Regions from separate parts of the Sus scrofa genome. Here region 1 is linked to region 2. The links are chromatin contacts, called in public Hi-C maps. All regions are on one chromosome and are shown on one strand. Each heading gives the region's core, a stretch centred on a gene start, on an enhancer-like site or on the middle of the called end of the contact. The rest is flanking DNA. Distances are from core to core; before and after follow the strand shown.

Evidence for each region. A called contact is a pair of places that touch in the nucleus more often than the background predicts.
Region 1: a contact with region 2 is called in a Hi-C map of fetal liver, with 1.8 times the contacts expected there. The contact joins the enhancer-like site here to the promoter of RHAG in region 2. A contact is called at or near these places in 1 of 5 promoter capture datasets (liver) and 13 of 47 Hi-C or Micro-C datasets (alveolar macrophages, brain, embryonic fibroblasts and 7 more).

The regions. Positions count from the first base shown.
Region 1 is chr7:43,867,597-43,872,822 of Sscrofa11.1, forward strand. No RefSeq gene overlaps it. Among named protein-coding and RNA genes, the nearest start is that of PGK2, 29 kb to the left of the region's middle. Within about 2 kb of position 3,390, at least 1 of the 83 cell types and tissues checked has an H3K27ac peak or open chromatin away from gene starts, as enhancers often do. A contact at or near this core is called in fetal liver, where this site is marked.
Region 2 is chr7:43,729,206-43,734,599 of Sscrofa11.1, forward strand. It overlaps RHAG (ammonium transporter Rh type A), which reads right to left and starts at 1,739. Exons shown (of 10, transcript XM_003128440.4): 1 at 506-1,739. The coding sequence starts at 659.

The sequences.
Region 1 (5,226 bases), core at 2,140-4,639, 140 kb after region 2:
ATGTTCTATGGTCTGTCCTCGGAAAAGAACCGTTCAGGCAGGCCTTGGCTTGCCCTCAGATTTTCACCGTTCAGGCAGGCCCTTTTCCTTAACAGAAGTCCACCCTCGGATTTTCACCGTGCAGGTGAGCGCCCTCTCTCTGTCAGGACCATGCCCTAGGGCCTACGCCGCCGTTAGGCAAGCTCACTTTCCTTGGTTTCCTGTATCTCCTCGGCTCCCTGCAATATACATTTAAGTTTCCGCATGTGTTTTCATTTTTTTTTTTTTGCACTATTTAATAATAATTGTTTGTCTATACTACAAGTCTATTTGTCCACTTACCTACTGAAGTGCACCATGTTTTTCTCCCAGTTTGGGCCATTATGAACAAAACTCTACAAACATCCTTGGGCAGATTTTTGTGTCAATATAAATTTTCTTATCCTTTGTATGAATACCAAAGAGCACCACTGCTGTATCATACAATAAGAGTATGTTTGGTTTTGTAAGGAATTGCCAAACCGTCTCCTAAAGTGGCTGGACCATTTTACATTCCCACCAGCAATGAATGAGAGTTTCTATTGAACTGCATATTTTTTTTCAGCATTTACTGTTGTCAGTGTTCAAGATCTTGGCCATTCTAAAAGGTGTCTAGTGGTATCCTACTGTTGTTTTAACTTGCATTTCCCTGCTGACATATAGTATGAAATATCTTTCCATAGGCTTTTTAGCCATCTATTTTCTTGGGTGCAGGTGTCCAATGCAGTCTTTGGTCCATTTTTTAATTGGGTTGTCTGTTCAAGGGTTCTTTGTATGTTTTGGATAACAGTCCTTTTTTGGATGTATCTTTGGCAAAGATTTTCTCCCAGTCTGTGGCTTATTGCTTCATTATCTTGACATTATCTTGAGCAAAGCAGAAGTGTTTAATTTTAGTAAAGTCCAGCTTATCCATTCTTTCTTTTCTGGATCATGCTTTTGGGGTTATATCTAGAAGATCATTGCCATATCTAAGGTCATCAAGGTGGTCTCCTATGCTGTCTTCTAGGAATTTTATTGTTTTGGCATTTTATGTTCATGTCTGTGATTCGAGTTAATTTTTGTAAAACAAGCAAGGTCTGTTTGTAGAACCTTGTGTTTTGCACGTGTCTGTCCAGTTGTTCCAGCACCATTTGTTGAAAAGGCTATCTTTGCTCTCTTGTAGTGCCTTTGCTACTCTTTCAATGATCAATTGAAAAAAATTACACACATATATATTTAATCGGTGTGGTTTTGGGTTTTTTTTGGGAGGGCATGGTTGGGGTTTTTGGAGTGTGTGATTTTGGAGATATGTAAAGAGATCCATAGGATTATTACAAAAATTACTGTTCAAACCTTCCTGCTTCCCTTCTTCCCTTCCTTTCTTTTCTTTCTTTTTCTTCCTTTTCCTGCTTCCTCTTCCTTCCTTCCTTCCTCTTTCCTTCCTTCCTTCCTTCCTTCCTTCCTTCCTTCCTTCCTTCCTTCCTTCCTTCCTTCCTTCCTTCCTTCTTCTTTCTTTCTTTCTTTCTTTCTTTCTTTCTTTCTTTCTTTCTTTCTTTCTTTCTTTCTTTCTTTCTTTCTTTCTTTCTTTCTTTCTTTCCTTCTTTCTTCCTTCCTTCCTTCCTTCCCTCCTTCCTTCTTTCCTTCTTTCCTTCTCTTTCTTCCTTTCTCCACTGCACCCCCTGTGGCCTGTGGAAGTTCTTGGGCCAGGGATCAAACTCAAGCCACCGCAATAACAAAACTAAATCCTTAACCACTGGGCCCCCAGGGGCCTCCAAACATCAATTGACTATATTCATGTGGGCCTATTTCTGGGCTTTATTTTCTGTCCCATTGATCTATTTGTCTATTATTATTTCACTAATACCACACTATTTCTCTTTCTCTCTCTCTCTCTTTTTTTTTTTTTTTTTTTTTTTTTTTTGCTTTTTAGGGCCTCACCCATGGCATACGGTAAGGCTAGGAGTCCAATCGGAGCTATAGCAGCAGACCTACACCACCCAGCAACACAGGATCTGAGCTGCATCTGTGACCTACACCATAGCTTACAACAATGCCAGATCCTTAACCCACTGAGCGAGGCTGGGGATCGAACCTGCAACCTCATGGTTCCTAGTCAGATTCATTTCCACTGTACCATGACGGGAACTCCCACATGCTCTTGATTACTGGAGCTTCATAGTAAGTTCTGAAGTCAGAGAACACCAGTTCTCTGAGTTTGGTCTTCTCTTCAATATTGCGTCGACTATTTGGGGTCTTTTGCTTCCCCATATAGCCTTTATAATCAGTTTGTCTAAATCCACACAGTCACTAGCTGAGATATTTGATTTGCATTGACTGTCTTGATCTGTTGGGAAAGAATCAGCATCTTGATAATGGTGAGGATGTGGATAAATTGGATCTCTTGTGTCCTGTTGATGGAAATGTAAAATGATGGAGCCCATGGGGAAAACAGAATTGCAGTGCCTCAAAAATCTAAAATCAGGCATTCCCACTGTGGCTCAGTGGTAATGAATACGACCAGTATCCATGAGGATGCAGGTTTGATCCATGGCCTCGCTCAGTGGGTTAAGGAGCTGGCATTGTTGTGACCTGCAGCATAGGTTGCAGATGCGGGTGGGATCTGGCATTGCTGTGGCCGTGGCATAGGCCAGCGGCTGCAGATCCAATTTTATCCCTAACCTAAGAACTAAAAAGCAAAAAAAAAAAAAAAAAAAAAAAAAAAATCTAAAATAGAATTACCTCATGATCCGACACTTCCATTTTTGGATATATAACAAAAAGAATTGAAACAGAAACTCGAAGAGACATTTGTACACCTGTGTTTCTTAGCAGCATTATATACATGCCAAAAAGTGTAAGTAAACCAGTCACTGGATGAATGGATGCAGAAAACATAGTATATACGAACAGTGGACTCTTATTCAACTTTAAAAAGAAAGGAGATTCTGACACATGCTACACAAAGATGAATTTTGAAGATATTTGGCTGGGTGAACTAAATTAGTCACAGAAAGGATAACTGCTGTATGGTTTTCTTTATTGGAACTACCTGGAGTGGTCAAATTCATAGAGACAAGAGTAGAATGGTGGTTGCCAGGGACTGAGAGAAAGGCCATTTATTGAGTTTGAGTTTTAGATGCCAAAGATGAAAATTCTGGACATGAATAATGTTGGTAATTCACGAAAAATCGTGAATGGACTTAATGCCACCGAACTGTTCATTTATTATAGTGAACATGATTTTTTAAAAAAATATTATTGTAATTTTTGGTTTGTAATTTCAGTGTAAATGCCCAACAATTAACTTTTTCAATTGTAATGTAGGTGCCAGACATTAACTTTCTGGTGGCTGAGGCAGCCACATCAAAGACGTTTATCTAGAAAACACATGACCAGCAATACAACCAGAGAAGGCGCCAAACTGTCCCACCCATGAAGTTCCCTTTTTGGAAAATTCTGGTTGACCTAGATAACGGACTTTTTTTTTTTTTTTTTTTTTTCTTCTGCTTTTTAGGGCCTCTCTAGAGGCATATGGAAGTTCCCAGGCTAGGAGTTGAATCGAAGCTACAGCTGCCTATGCCACAGCCACATCAATGCGGGATCTGAGCTGCGTCTGTGATCTACACCATAGCGCATGGCAACACCAGATCCTTAACCCACTGAGTGAGGCCAGGGATTGAACCTGCATCCTCAGGGATACTAGTCCAATTCATTTCCATTGAGTCACAATGGAGAACTCCTGATAACAGACCTTCTGACACACATGCTGGCTTTCCCCTTCCCATGCTTTCATTCCAGTTCTTGTGTTTTAAATTCACCCAAAAGAATTAGCTCACACAACCCTAGGCATCTTATCCTTGAGCTCAGCAAAAACAATCTCAAGTCTACTCTCTTTTTCTCTTTCTTTGACCTCCTTCTGTGGCCCTAGGCTGACTGTGTATCCTCCAGAATTTGAGTAACAGCACTTGTCTTTTCCAAGTTCCCTGATGCTGAGGTGCATTTGTAGTTATAAATTTGGAGTCTTCCAGGACCAGTCCAACCATCACATTGGCTCTGGCCAGGGTAATGACTGTGGGAGCTAGCACAGCTGGTAGAGCCCATGCCCCATAGTCATTCTGGCTCATAGCATTGGATAGGCTGAGACCCACCCCCAAAGTAGCCCTTTTAAAATTTTCTATAGGATTTAAAATACAAATATGGGAGTTCTTGGTAGTCTAGTGGTTAGGATTTGGCACTTTCACCACTGCAGCCCCAGATTCATTCCCTGGTCTGGGAACTTAGATCCCACATCATGGTGCTTCATGTTGGGGCCAAAAATATAAATAAAATAAAAAATACAATGCATAAAATAATTATACATTTCCGTTAATGGGTGAGCACATTTAAAGAAGTAATTTGTGACATCAGTAACTGTATGGAGGGCAGAGTTGCAACAGAAGAGAGTATTTTATGCAATAGAAGCAATGTTGGAATCAATCTAATACACATTTTAATGACTTTAGGGTGTTTTATGTTATCCTCATGGTAACCAGAAAAATGATAAAAGGATACACAAAAGGAAAAAAGAATCAAAATTCTTCACAGGGAGTTCCCGTTGTGGTGCAGAGAAAACAAATCCAACTAGTATCCATGAGGACATGGGTTCCATCCTTGGCCTTGCTCAGTGGGTTAAGGATCCAGTGTTGCTGTGAGCTGTGGTGTAGGTCACAGACGTGGCTCTGATCCCGAGTTCCTCTGGCTCTGATATAGGCAGGCAGCTACAACTCTGATTCCACCCCTAGCCTGGGAACTTTCAGGCTAAAAAGAAAAAGCAAACAAACAAACGAACCAAAAACAAGCAAACAAAAACCCTTGTCAGGAAAAAGTGAAGTAAACAGTAAAGAAGGTATTCATGGAGAAATGAGGAACAAATAGGATACGAATTCATTCAGAAAGCAGCAAAATGAGAGCGGTGGTAGATTAATGGATTAAAAATAGACTGATTATATGCCATCTACGTGTCATGCATTTTATACCCCCAGACACACAAAAGTTGAAGTGAAAGGATGGAAAAAGATACTCATGCAAATAGTAGCCACAAGAGAGCAGGAGTATCATTTGACATAGACTCTAAGGCACAACCAGTTAGTTACCAGAGACAAAGAATAATAGTATATAGTGACAAGAGGGCAGCTTCACCAGGAAGACCTAAGAATTATAGACACGTACGCACGAGATATCAGAGTTCTC
Region 2 (5,394 bases), core at 489-2,988:
TTTATATCCGATATCATCCTTAATACCCCTTCTTATACGTTTGGTTTCTCCCAATGAAGTCCAAGCTCCTCTCCTCAATATTCCATTCTGTTTCAACTTTTTCTCCTTCAGAGTTACTTTTGACTCTTTTTGTTTGGGGGCAGGGGGTGGAGGGAGAGATTTTTTTTTTTATACTTTGTGGAAACAGTGATCATTAAAGGAAAAATAAGGTCATTTACCAGCATATAGGGAACACAAAAAATTGATCAATTATTTAAATTTTTAGCTTTTTGTTCTGATATTTTAATAGACACAGATTCTATCCAAACACAATAACGACAGAGACCAGATGCCCCAGCATTCTCTTACAGTAACACTCTCATAACAATCACGTCCTTCTATAAGGAGCTCCAACACGGATCTCAAGGGATTACAGCATTCAAAGACCTCACATTCTAAGAACCTAAAGTGGGTTCACATCCTGAGAACCCCAAAACATGTAATAAGAAGTAGATGGTTTACTCACAAAGATACAAGTCCCCGGATGTGTCCAAGTCCACGCTGGTGCTGTTGGGCTTCTGGGAAAGGTTCTGATCTGTTTCATACTGAACAAATGTTGCAAATAAAACAATCATGGCAACCTCCAGGCCAGTGGCCATCAGAGGGAACGTGAACCTCATGTTTGCGGCAAAGGACAGAGGCACACTGAGGGCTTCACGGGCTGTGGGAGGTTGATAAGGACAGTTCACGTCCAAGGCACGCCAGTGACATTGCAAGAAAAAAAAAAAAGAGCAAGCCTGGTGAAAACACCCTATCCTCTGGGGAGAAATATACTCTGTAATTGATTTGTTCCAATGCTGGTTTGAAGAACATACAATGTAGGTTGGAAGAAGCTAACTGATGGAAATGATCTGCTGAACAAAAGTGCCTAGAATCTTATTGAACTTAATTCAGCAGAAACTTGGTGTTTATTATATGACAGGTACTGAGTTAGGCTCTAGAGGAGACAAAAAAACTAAACAAAACATAGAATAGGTCTCTCAACTTCCTTGATGAGATTAAGAATCTAGTCGGAAGACAGAATGATAAGCAAATGATTATATAAAAACAAGTAATATTAACAGTGTTTATAAAAGTACTGGGGAAGATAAATAAGGCAGCAGTTTATTTTATTGAGCACGTGATATGATATTGATGGAGGTATTAAAAAATTAAATAAGTTTATTGATAAAACAGAAAGAGGGAATAGCATGGGGCTTGGAAGAACATGACCCATTTGAGTTAAGTTAGTTAAGCTGGAATATAGGAGAGATGGGGAGGGGCTGGGGGCTGGAATAAAGCTGTAATGGTAGCTTGGATGGGTCGTAAAGGGCTTTTCATTTAATACTGAGGATGCTATAGATACTGAGCATTAGTTCATAGGCACGAAGGAATGTGTAGCACTCCGAGAAGCAATGTTGCATATTTAGGATGATGCTTTTCTTGAGTTCTTATTCAGCTTTACACAAATGCAAATATATGAGTACACAAATTTGCTGGGATATATTTTTAGTTGTATTAAAGAAGAGAGTGGACTTAGGGACATAATTAATTCACTCTCTTGACGAATAGTCACGTGTAAATAAGATGCTGAGCTAATCAAAACCACCATGATGGTTCTGTCTCCATCCTGGAATTGTTCTCATAGCAGAATAGATCTGTCTTTGAGAATTTATATATATATATTTTTTGTTTTGTTTGTTTGTTTGTTTTTTAGGGCCGCAGCCACGGCATATGGAGGTTCCCAGGCTAGGGGTCTAATCGGAGCTAGAGCTGCCGGCCTACACCACAGCCACAGCAACACAGGATCTGCCCGTGTCTTTGAACTACACCACAGCTCATGGCAATGCCAGATCCTTAACCCACTGATTGAGGCCATGGATTGAACCCACAACTTCATGGTTCCTAGTCGGATTCGTTTCCATTGAGCCACGACGGGAACTCCTTTGAGAACTTATAGTTAGCATTTAAATACAATTATTTTCACGAATTCCAAACGATTTTCATTCAGAATATAAAGAATGGAGAATGTGCAAATGACTGCTAGGGCAAACTCCTCATCATAACAAATGTTTATAAAAGAGAGCAGGAAGTTTTTTGCCTTTTTGTTATGTTTTTCCACAATAGAACATGAGCTATTAGGACCAAAGGATCTCTGAATCTGCAGATTTTGAAAGTGGCCATTTCCACAGTTCCTTGCAAGACGGCACAACAAGAATAGATTCAGATGCTTAACTTTGGGGTCACTCATGTACATTTCATGCTTTAATTCCTGCTTTTGCAGCAGTCCAAAGGATCTCCAGCAGATCATAAAAGTATTTACGCTGATAAACTCTACACAAGATTGTAAAAAACCAAGTAACAAATTTTACGGAGCAAGGAGATCTAAACACTGTCACAAATCCATGTGGTTTAAAACTATTTCCTAGAATGAGAAAATATATTAGACATATTGGACTATTAGACTTTGAGAAGTTCAGATTAGTGGCCCTTCTTCTGAATATGGACCTTGGTATTGAAATGAGAGGAATCGTGTGACCTGGAAAAATCATTGTTTCTTTCTTTCGGCTCCTCACTCAATCTCTTCTCTAAATGGAACACTTTTTGTACACATTCTCACCCTGTATCCCCCACACTTTGTTGTTCTCCAAATGCTCCTTCCTTGACCTCCCATTTTAACCCGCCTTCTCACAATAATTTCTCCTTGGATCATGATCTTTTTTTCATGGTACTTCTCATAGTTGTGTGTGTGTGCTATGTCAGCGTGGTGTGCTGTTTATATGGCATTTAAAAAAATGGCTGTTGGGGTTCCCATCATGGTGCAGTGGAAGCAAATCCAGCTAGGAACCATGAGGTTGTGGGTTCGATCCCTGGCCTTGCTCAGTGGGTAAAGGATCTGGCATTGCTGTGGCTGTGGTGTAGGCCGGCAGCTATAGCTCTGATTTGACCCCTAGCCTGGGAACCTCCATATGCCTGGGTGCAGCCCTAGAAAAGACAGAAAGACAATAAATAAATAAATAAATAAAAAATGGCTGTTTCCTGGCTGGCTGTTGGCTTCCTGAAGACCAAGCCTGCATCTCTTTTGCACATCATTTGTTACCGTGCCCAGCGCACAGTGATAATTGATAAATATCATTTCAGTGAATTAAGTTATCATATTAAGTATGCTAGAAAAAGACAAATATCCTATGATATGAATTTAAATCACATACATGTTTTTCTAATTCAAATATATGGAGCACCAGAATTCTGTTATGGAACCCTGACCACCTCACACCAGTCAGAATGGCCATCATTAATAAGCCCACAAATAACAAGTGCTGGAGGGGGTGTGGAGAAAAGGGAAGTGGGAATGTAAGCTGGTACAACCACTGTGGAGAACAGTATGGAGGTACCTTAGAAAACGATACATAGAACTACCATATGACCCAGCAACCCCACTCTTGGGCATATATCCGGACAAAACTTTCCTTAAAAAAGACACATGTACCCGCATGTTCATTGCAGCTCTATTCACAATAGCCAAGACATGGAAACAACTCAAATGTCCATAGACAGATGATTAGATTAGGAAGGTGTGGTATATATACACAGTGGAATACTACTCAGCCATAAAAAAGAATGAAATAATGCCATTTGCAGCAACATGGATGCAACTAGAGACTCTCATCCTGAGTGAAGTAAGTCAGAAAGAGAAAGACAAATACCATATGATATCACTTATATCTGGTATCTGGTATCTAATATACAGCACAAACGAACCTTTGCACAGAAAAGAAAATCATGGACTTGGAGAATAGACTTGTGGTTGCCGGGGTGGAGGGGGAAAGAGTGGGATGGATTGGGAGCTTGGGGTTAATAGAGGCAAACTATTGCTTTTGGAATGGATTAACAATGAGATCCTGCTGTGTAGCACTGAGAGCTATGTCTAGTTACTTATGATGGAGCATGATAATGGGAGAGAAAAGTATGTATACATGTATGTGTAACTGGGTCCCCATGCTGTACAGTGGAAAAAAAATAATCGTGTTGTTACAGAACTCTGGTTAAAAATGTCTGCTTTAACTTTGGTCTTACTTCCCCTTTGTTTCAATGTAATTTTACCTCTGGAGTCTCCTTATTTCTTGTTCTTGATAACTTGTAGGGACATTTTAGTTCATAGCAATAAATCTCCTTAGCTCTGCATCCCAGAAATAAGTTGAAGAATATTAGTCAGGATCTTCCTAAGAAACCCTGTGCTCCTTAGAAAAGGAGATTCAACACCTTCCAACCCCATAGGATCAACTTTGCATGAAAAGAGCTAGAAGACCTGTGACATGATCCTCAGCAAAGACAGTAAAACTAACTTTGCTAACTTGGAAGAGAACTCTATTGATGGATAATAAACTTTAGGCTCAGAGAGCTTAAGAAACTTGCCCAAGTTTGCACAGCAGGTGGAAGGCAGAGCCAGGCCAAATGTAGGTCTATTCAATTTCTTAAATTTAACTTCTTTCAGCCATACCATTTTGTTTTCTTTTTTTTTTTTTTTGTCTTTTTGCTATTTCTTTGGGCCGCTCCCGCGGCACATGGAGGTTCCCAGGCTAGGGGTCGAATCGGAGCCGCAGCCACTGGCCTACGCCAGAGCCACAGCAACGCGGGATCTGAGCCGTGTCTGCAACCTACACCACAGCTCACGGCAACGCTGGATCGTTAACCCACTGAGCAAGGGCAGGGACCGAACCCGCAACCTCATGGTTCCTAGTCGGATTCGTTAACCACAGCGCCACGACGGAAACTCCCCATTTTGTTTTCTATGCAAAGTAATTTAGATAGAAATCTAATCTCACACTGATCTCAAGGTACTGAAAATGTCAAAGAAACTTCTTAGACATCAAAGGAAAACATTTTAAATTTTAGCTCTGTCTTCTATTATATTTTATTTTACCTCAGCTTGGAAGGTGCTATCAAATTAATATCGATGTCAACTTTCTTACTTGAAACATTCTTTTTCCTGATGAGGATACATCTAGATAACAGAGAATATTTTTTGTTTGCATATAGTTATTCAACAGATGTTCCCAAACTTTGTCCCTGAGAGGTAGTGGCTTTATCGCAGAAGCCTAAAAATTTCTCTGAATGTCAAACTTTGTAGACTGAGGAAAGAATATACCCTATGTACTTTTTGCATCAAAAGATATGGAAACTATATCTCTCTTCTGTTGGGGACTATTGTACATTTATAGTATATATTATATATTTAAAATATAATTATACATTCTTTTACAAGTAGTTTTTACTCTGGAAAGAGTGGGGATCACTAACATGCATTTACTCCTGCATATTAAATGGGCAAATCTCATTGACCAATGATCAGCTGCGAAGACTGCAAATTCAACT